Linked DNA regions of Arachis hypogaea: region 1 is linked to region 2. A link is a contact called in public Hi-C data. All regions are on one chromosome and are shown on one strand. The core of a region is the stretch at or near the end of the contact, and the rest is flanking DNA. Distances in the headings are between cores, read along the strand shown.

Region 1 (3,976 bases), core at 1,457-3,956, 150 kb before region 2:
AAGACATTTGCAAGGACAAAGGTGGCTCCGGGGAGGTTATCGTTGAGCTCAGCGAGCAAATCCTTCAATCGAGCATTGTACTGAAGCGCAAGCTTGTTTGCCAAATCCACGCACTCATCTTCATTCAGCTGATTTATTGTTTTCTGGTATGGAATACACCCTATTGGACCAACGTTCCCAATCACAAACTTCCGAGCATCCAATTCGTAAAGTCTCTGCAGATCAAACACACAAGTTTGTGAAGATAATTAAAGTATTTGCGTTTCATGAACTTCATCGCGTTTTCTTTAATATTGTTTACTTTAACAGCTCCGGTTAAGCTACACAATATTTACACGAAAACCGATACATTCCGGTGCAAAACACAAACACAGAATGCATGACAAGTCACATGTAAAATATTTTTATTTGAAGAGTATTAGAAGTCCTCAGAATTTATTGTTTTGGTCATTAATTAATTATTAATATTTAAAAATATTTTTTTAAATTACTAGATTAAATAAATAGATTGACAGTTAAGTAATGACAAAAATCAATAATTTCTGATGGTTTTGAACCTTTCTCATATTTTTTGTTGTAAAGTATATCTTTTTTATGGCAATGGTGAGGTTAGGTCTTGGGAAATTTTGGGGTTAGTAGGATAAAACTGAAAAAACTTGACTGAAAATTAATTGCAAAAAAATTAATGTTAGGAATAAAATTAAAATTTATTTTAAATATTAAGATAAAATTAAGTCTAATTAAATATTATGAGTAATTTTGCAGAATTTCAAAAATGTTAAGGATAAAAGAAAGTAAACTTCACCTTATTTGTAATAAATACTTCTTTGAAGACTGAAGGTATAATATATTACTTAGAGTATCTAAACCGTTGATTAGAAACTAATTACATCTTGATGATATACATGGTTAAGCTTAGTCAATTGCTAGCTACATTCATCATTCTTGTACATTTATACTTCACTTATATTTTACTATTTTTGATCATTCAGTAAATTTAATTTTTAATTTATGCTTCTCAATTTTCAATACCTTATTTATATTTCACTTATATCTTCTAAACATGGTTATAAGAACTAGATCGAACTAGTTGATTCAATCAGTTTAACCAAAATTCAATCACTAAATTGGTCTAATTTATGATAAAAATTGATTGTGAGTAATTCGATTAAAAAACAGAATAAATAGTAAAAAATTCGATAACCTGGTCAAACCAATCCTATTGATAAAGTTGCTTACAGTAAGTTGGGCCCTGAAATGAGTAATCATGTCATCTATGAAACCATCTGGGCTTTGAGAAATTCTGGCCCCAATAGAGAGAACTGGGAGAAGATAATTGTTGAGGAAATCGTTGGCTCCAACAGTAATGGAGAAAATTGATTTCTTCATTATGTACTCTTTGGCTTTTGATTCACCTAGCAATTTATCAATCTCCTTTCTTGTTATGCTGAAGTAATCTACTTGAATATCAAGCCCTATCCTATTCACCTGCAAAAAGTTATGCACATGGCATAAAACATACAACAATCATTTTTCTTTCTACATAGAATGAATAGAACTATTAAGAAATTATTTAAGGGAGTTTCCAATACTGACAAATATTCTTCCAGTTGCATTAAGAATTCCTCCTCCTCCTGAAGCATAATTCACTCCGTAAAGTATAGCTTTCCCAGTTGCATTTGGGGCCAAAAATGGGACAGCATAATTTGGTTGTCCCAATTCCTCTCCTGAAAATGGTTTTTATTTTATTGTTTTATTTTTCTTTTCTTATAAGCAAGGCATCATATTTAGGGGGAAAATAGCTTATATAATGATAACAAATGTGCTTAAAAAGAAGGGAAAATAATACATTTATCACTCTTTTATACACCAAGAGTAGGGTTTATAATATAAAAAAAAAATTAACTAATGTTGACTCAAATATGGGACAAATGCAAAAAAGTTTAATTAGTTATTTAAAATTTCTCATATTTAAAACTAATTATTTAAATACTATTATTTTAAAAAACATTAAAAGTATGCCAAAGCTATTTTTATAATAACAAAATATCGTATGAGTTTCTTTGTTTTAGGAGAGCTTTTAAGTATTATTCAAAGAAAAAATATTATGTACACATTAAAATTTAGTCATCAAATCAGTTATTATATTATTTATGTAAAAATATATATTATTTAATTTAATTTTAGTATATTTTATATTTTAATATATATTATATAAATAATTAATTTAATAGTTAAAGTTTGGTGTACATATAACATGATTGTCATGATTGTATATAGCAGACTTAATAATCGGCCACACACAGAAAATGCATGAGACGAATAATTATTACCTACAATGTCACCAATGGTTCTACCATTGGTATAGCGGCCAGTGGGGTTTCCCCCAGAGGCCTTGAAATCAATTCCATTAGGAGGAATATTTGCTTTAGAAAGAGTTGAAAGATAGTTGTTATTTCCAGCATCCACCAAGGAGTCTCCGAATATAAAAGAAGCTCCTAACCCATCCTTCTTCTGAGCAGCAACATTATTCACAACCAAAATTAAAAGGGCCAGGATTTCAAAACGCTTATTGAAGGCCATGGCATTCATGCTTCAAGTAGACACTTAACCTAATTGAAGCACAATAGAAGCATTTGAAGCAGCTCATTATTATATGGAACAACTTTTTAACTCCATTAGAGAAACTTGTAACCTTGCCTCAATGAAGAAGTTTGATTTGGTTTGACCCCATCTTTAGCTCACTTATTTTTTCAAGTGGGTTGGCCATCAGAAATTTAGAATACGCGCTAGGTATTCGAGATTTTTTGCTTTTATAATAAGTTAATCCTGCAAATAAGTCGCATGGTGTCTTATTTTATTAATGAAGAAAGTTCTAGGGGACTTAGGTGCCAGTTGGTGATCGTAATTAAAAGATGTTGAAAGTGGTTATTTCCCATCAAATTCCTAATGTTGGATACAATAAGTGTATGACTCCTTTAGCTTGAGTAAGTAGCAGTCCATCTGCATTCAACAACTCGGATAAAACAGGTTATATTTTTTTCTCTTATCTCCCCTCTCATTGGTCTAAACGTTCTGACTTAACCTTTTATTTCCTTAAAACAGTCCTAAAAAGCACAAAAACAATTATTTTAAGTTTCTTTTGTAATTTTGTTTTTGAGAAAATAATGACATAAAGTGAAAAATAACTAATAACATAATGTGAAAAATAATGTGAAATAAGTCAAATAACATGTGTAAATAGGTAAGTCTTTGGGCTCAGGATTCGGTGGTCCAGGAACCTTTGGATCATTTAGTGGTCCAAGTAGAAAACATGTTTTTTAAGATTTTTTTAACAACGGCTATATAATCCTTTAACTAATTTTAATTATAAATTGACCCCATATATTTTATATAATTATAAAAATGATTTTTTATTTTATAAATAATTAATTTATCATAAATCTATCATGTTCATTAACAATCAAATACAAAAACAATTTTTTGGCCATTACAATCGATTAAAATATTAAATTTGATTCATGTCGTTCGCGAGGAATCATAAAATTGTGTTTTCTGCGAAAACCAATCGATTGGAATAATGAATCAATCGATTGGATTACAGTTTACCACTGAACAATCGATTGAAAATTGCCAAAAGCATGGTTTTCGCATAACTCAATCGATTGGTCATACGATCCAATCGATTGAACGATGCATAAAAAATGGATTTTTGTAATTCAATCGATTGTTTAGAATTTCCAATCGATTGAATGCTTCAAAACAACCTGGGTCTCACCAAATTCAATCGATTGCTTTTGTGACTCAATCGATTGAATTTACCTAAACAATATGAATTTGCCAATTTCAATCGATTGTAGTGTGTGAGTTCAAATTCAATCGATTGGAACGCGATGTATTACGCCTATGTCAGTCTTGTTTTCATTTTTAAAAATTATCTTCTTATTCATTTATCTCATCTTTAAAATTCTATCTT
Region 2 (4,033 bases), core at 581-3,080:
AGGATATCATTCCTAATGTTGAGCGAAAGCCTAATAGCTCTAACATGTGGAAGGGAATATGCAAGTCATGGCCAGATGTGAAACAAAACCATATCTGGCGTATTGGGGATGGCTCTGTGATTAAGTTTTGGCAACATAACTGGGTTCCCAATTTGGGTAGTCTTGATCAGCATGTGCCGCAGGTAAGAACTAATTATGTAGAGTATTCTAGTTCATTGATGGACTTCCTTGATGTTTCAGGTAATTGGGATTTGAACAAACTCAATAGCTGGCTGCCGGAAGATATGGTGAAGAAGATTGCTGCCATCTCTCCACCATCTCCATGGAAGATGCCGGATCATGTGGCATGGAACTTGTCATCGGATGGCTCCTTCGATCTCAAACAATCCTATCAAGTACTTTGCAACACTCCTCCTTCCTATAATGGGACGTTCAATCTGGTTTGGCGTTGGTGTGGTCCCGAACGTGTTTGATCTTTTCTTTGGTTAGTTGCCAATAATGCAATCCTAACCAATGCGGAAAGACAACGACGTCACCTCTCAACCGCGTCATCATGTCCAAGATGTAACATTCACAGCGAAACGACCCTTCATGTCCTTAGAGACTGTGCATTTGCATCAGCGGTCTGGGATAACTTGCTGCCTTTGGCATGGAATCAAAGCTTCTTCAGCTCAAATCTTCAAGATTGGCTGAGCTCCAACCTCTCTACTTCAAGAAATTGGCAATGTCTTTTTGGGGTGGTGACATCCTCTCTTTGGTTTTTTCGAAATAAGTTGATTTTTGAAGGAAACTTCACTACAGTGGCCTCGACTATAGCTCAAATTAGAGTAAGGTTTGATGAGTTCAACCGTTCGTCAAGATCTAAAGTGCACCTGAATGCTCCCTATGCCAATCATGCTCGATTAATAAGCTGGAAGCCTCCTAGCGAGGATGCTGTTAAGTTGAATGTAGATAGCTCCTATATGGCAATAACTAATAATGCTACTTGTGGTGGGATCCTTAGAAATTGTCTTGGAGGGTTCATTAAAGGCTTCTCTTGCAATCTCGGGAGCTGCTCCATCATGCATGCGGAACTATGGGGGATTGTCCATGGTCTTCGGATTGCTACTTCTCTAAATCTTTTTTGTGTAATTGTGGAATCGGACTCGGCTTCAGCGTTAAAGTTCATCACCCAAAACTGTCCAGCTACTCATTCTTGTTCCTCCCTTATTGAGGAAATCAAGCTCCAAGCAAACCGCATCCCTCATGTGTACTGGGATAATGTGCCTCGCGAAGCTAACTCTGTTACAGATCAACTAACAAAGAAAGGGCAGCATTTACCTCTTGGTCTCCATACTTTTGATTCAGCCCCTTGTGAAATTTCTCATATTCTAGCTTCCGATATAGCTTTTATCCCTCTGTTTAGAGGCATTTAGTTTTCTGTCTTTTTGGGTCTTTGACCCCCACTATCACCAAAAAAAAAAATATATACATGTCCTTTCTTTCTTTTACAACTATTTTATAGTTTATCCCTATAGTAGTGAAATCTAAGGTAAATTTAGCTGGCTTTAAACATTTTGTACATCCAAAAAACATTAACGTGCGTGGATTTGCCGTTACCGTGTTTAATACACTAATGTTAATGTATATTACAAAAAAAGTGGGTGGACATGGAAAATTCAGAAGTTATGACTTATCTGGTTTGTTACATTGATAACAATAACAATTAATTAATCAATAAACTTTGTGGTTAACATCAAAGAAACGTCACAACTCATAAACCAAACAAACCGATTACTGATTGATTGTGAACTGGGCATAGGCAGGCATATCTTACTTTCAAAATTTGTAGTTTTATTGTTCCCAGTTATCACCATCCCCTTCCTAATGTTGACCCAAATATCAGTTACGAATGCAATGCACTCAGATTGTTCCTTCAATTAAAAAAGAATCATATAATATTACTATATAGCTACAAGCCTACAATACAATCAACTTGAATATATTTTATTTTGCTCGTTTGTCTCATCCAATCAAAAGAAATCGAAATTATTGATTTCTCTCTGTAAACAAAATCCTCAAGCACAAAGATACTGACACAATCAGACAAGGAAAATGGCTATAATTGTGTAAAGTCTTACAAAAGTTTATTAATGTTGTTTCTTTCAGAGGGTTAATCTTCAAAATAATGTTTTAGAAATCAAGCATAAATTTATTTACTTTTGAAAGATATTAACATTCATCGAGTTGGTCGTTCCATTAATTTATTGTTAATATATTACTATTATTACTGATGTACATTGTGCAAGGTAAAAATTATCAAATAATATCGCTTTTTTAACATGAATAATGTTAAAAAATAATAATATAAAATTATTTTATTTAATTTAATATCTATAATTATATGTTTATTATATTTAAAATTATTTATTTATTTCAACAATAATTAAGAAATAAAAAACAAAGCACTAAAAAAAGCCAAAGAAAAAAGTTATCCGTTCCTAAACTAACTCTCAAACATTTTTGTTTAATATATTATGTAATATTTAATAGTGACGCATCAAAATAAAAACTTAATGGAACTACTAAATTAAGTCATATTTATATTATGTACAGTTTTGTTAGATAGACAATAACTTTTATAAATAATATGAATAATAAATTCTAAAATTGACTAACTAAAATAAAAAAACACTCCATTTTTAAATTATTTTCTAAATTTTAACATTAGGATAACCATCTGCACACTTAGTGAATTGAACATCCAATTGTTAACTGTGTATGAATAAATCGAATCAAAAGAAATAACTATCCAATTAAAAATAATAAACATAATCATCTGCATACCTATTAAATTGAACATCCAACATATCAATTGTTCACATTGTTTAATATTCTCATTGTCTACCTATACTTTTCTTATTATTTAAAAGAGGAATGCCCAATGAACAAGTTATTTTTGTATCCAAATTCAACAAAGTATTTTTTCTTTTTTTTTTTTGTGTATTTTCATTTTTTTTCAATTAACTTTTTATTGTGTTAATAAGTTATTGGACGAACTTAGTTACCAAATTAACTTGATTGGTAGGCTAAGGATTAATTCATTGTGGATTTGAGCTACATTTTAAAGGTCTATCGCTGGCCAATAAATTACTGCTTATACAAGACAGAATTCTAATACTTACTTAAGTGAATAAGTGAGTTGACTACTTAACCAACCCACATTAATTACCAAAATTCTAATTAGTGAAGATCTAACTTGGCTAAATATCCTAAGTGTAGAGATAATTCATAGGTCTTCTTTTCATTCCTTTAAAAATTAATATTCTAACTAATTATACTTAGGTTAGTAAGAATACTCCATAAAAAATAAAAAAAATAATTACTATTTAAATATATTATACATATTATTTTATTTTATTTTTAGTAAAAAAATAATTATTAAAATAATTAAATACGATATAATATAATATAATAATAGATAAAGTATATTTTGTTTTTGAAATTTGCTAAAAGTTTTAAAATTATCCGTAAATTTTATTTTATTTTAATTTTGTTATAAAAGTTTTCAGTTTGGATAAAAAACACACTTGACGATTAATTTTTTGAAACTTTAGGACTAATTCAGTAACAATTTTACTGGAATAATTTTCAATATAAGCAAATAAGACATAATTATCATGTATTATTGTTGGATTGGTCCTAAATTTTTTAAAAATTTAACTGTGAGAATATATTTGATGTAAATTGAAAATTTATAGAATAAAATTAAAACAAAAATAAAATTTAAAAGTATTTTTAAAATTTTTGACAAATTATAAAAAAAATATGCTTTGCCTTATAATAATTAAATATTTTTATAATAATATAATTAATATTTTATAAAAAAAGCACACAGAGAATATATATATATATATATATAATAGTTGACTTTAATTGTGTATATAACATGAGTTGTAAATTAATAGCAGCTGAAATATTTAAAGGAATTTAACTAAAAGTACTTTTAAGATTTAGTTGAAAAAATTATTTAAGACTAAATAAAATCCAAAAT

What was found. A called contact is a pair of places that touch in the nucleus more often than the background predicts.
Region 1: a Hi-C map of an unstated tissue shows a contact between it and region 2, with 4 times the contacts expected there. The contact joins the promoter of LOC112720410 here to the enhancer-like site in region 2. A contact is called at or near these places in 2 of 8 Hi-C or Micro-C datasets (leaf and an unstated tissue).

What each region holds. Positions count from the first base shown.
Region 1 is chr11:16,586,609-16,590,584 of arahy.Tifrunner.gnm2.J5K5, reverse strand. LOC112720410 (GDSL esterase/lipase At2g23540) reads right to left here and starts at 2,706. Exons shown (of 5, transcript XM_025771354.3): 1 at 2,334-2,706; 2 at 1,597-1,727; 3 at 1,240-1,488; 4 at 1-215. The coding sequence starts at 2,592.
Region 2 is chr11:16,434,923-16,438,955 of arahy.Tifrunner.gnm2.J5K5, reverse strand. No RefSeq gene overlaps it. Among protein-coding and RNA genes, the nearest start is that of LOC112720409, 2.6 kb to the right of the region's middle. Within about 2 kb of position 1,830, at least 1 of the 3 cell types and tissues checked has open chromatin away from gene starts, as enhancers often do.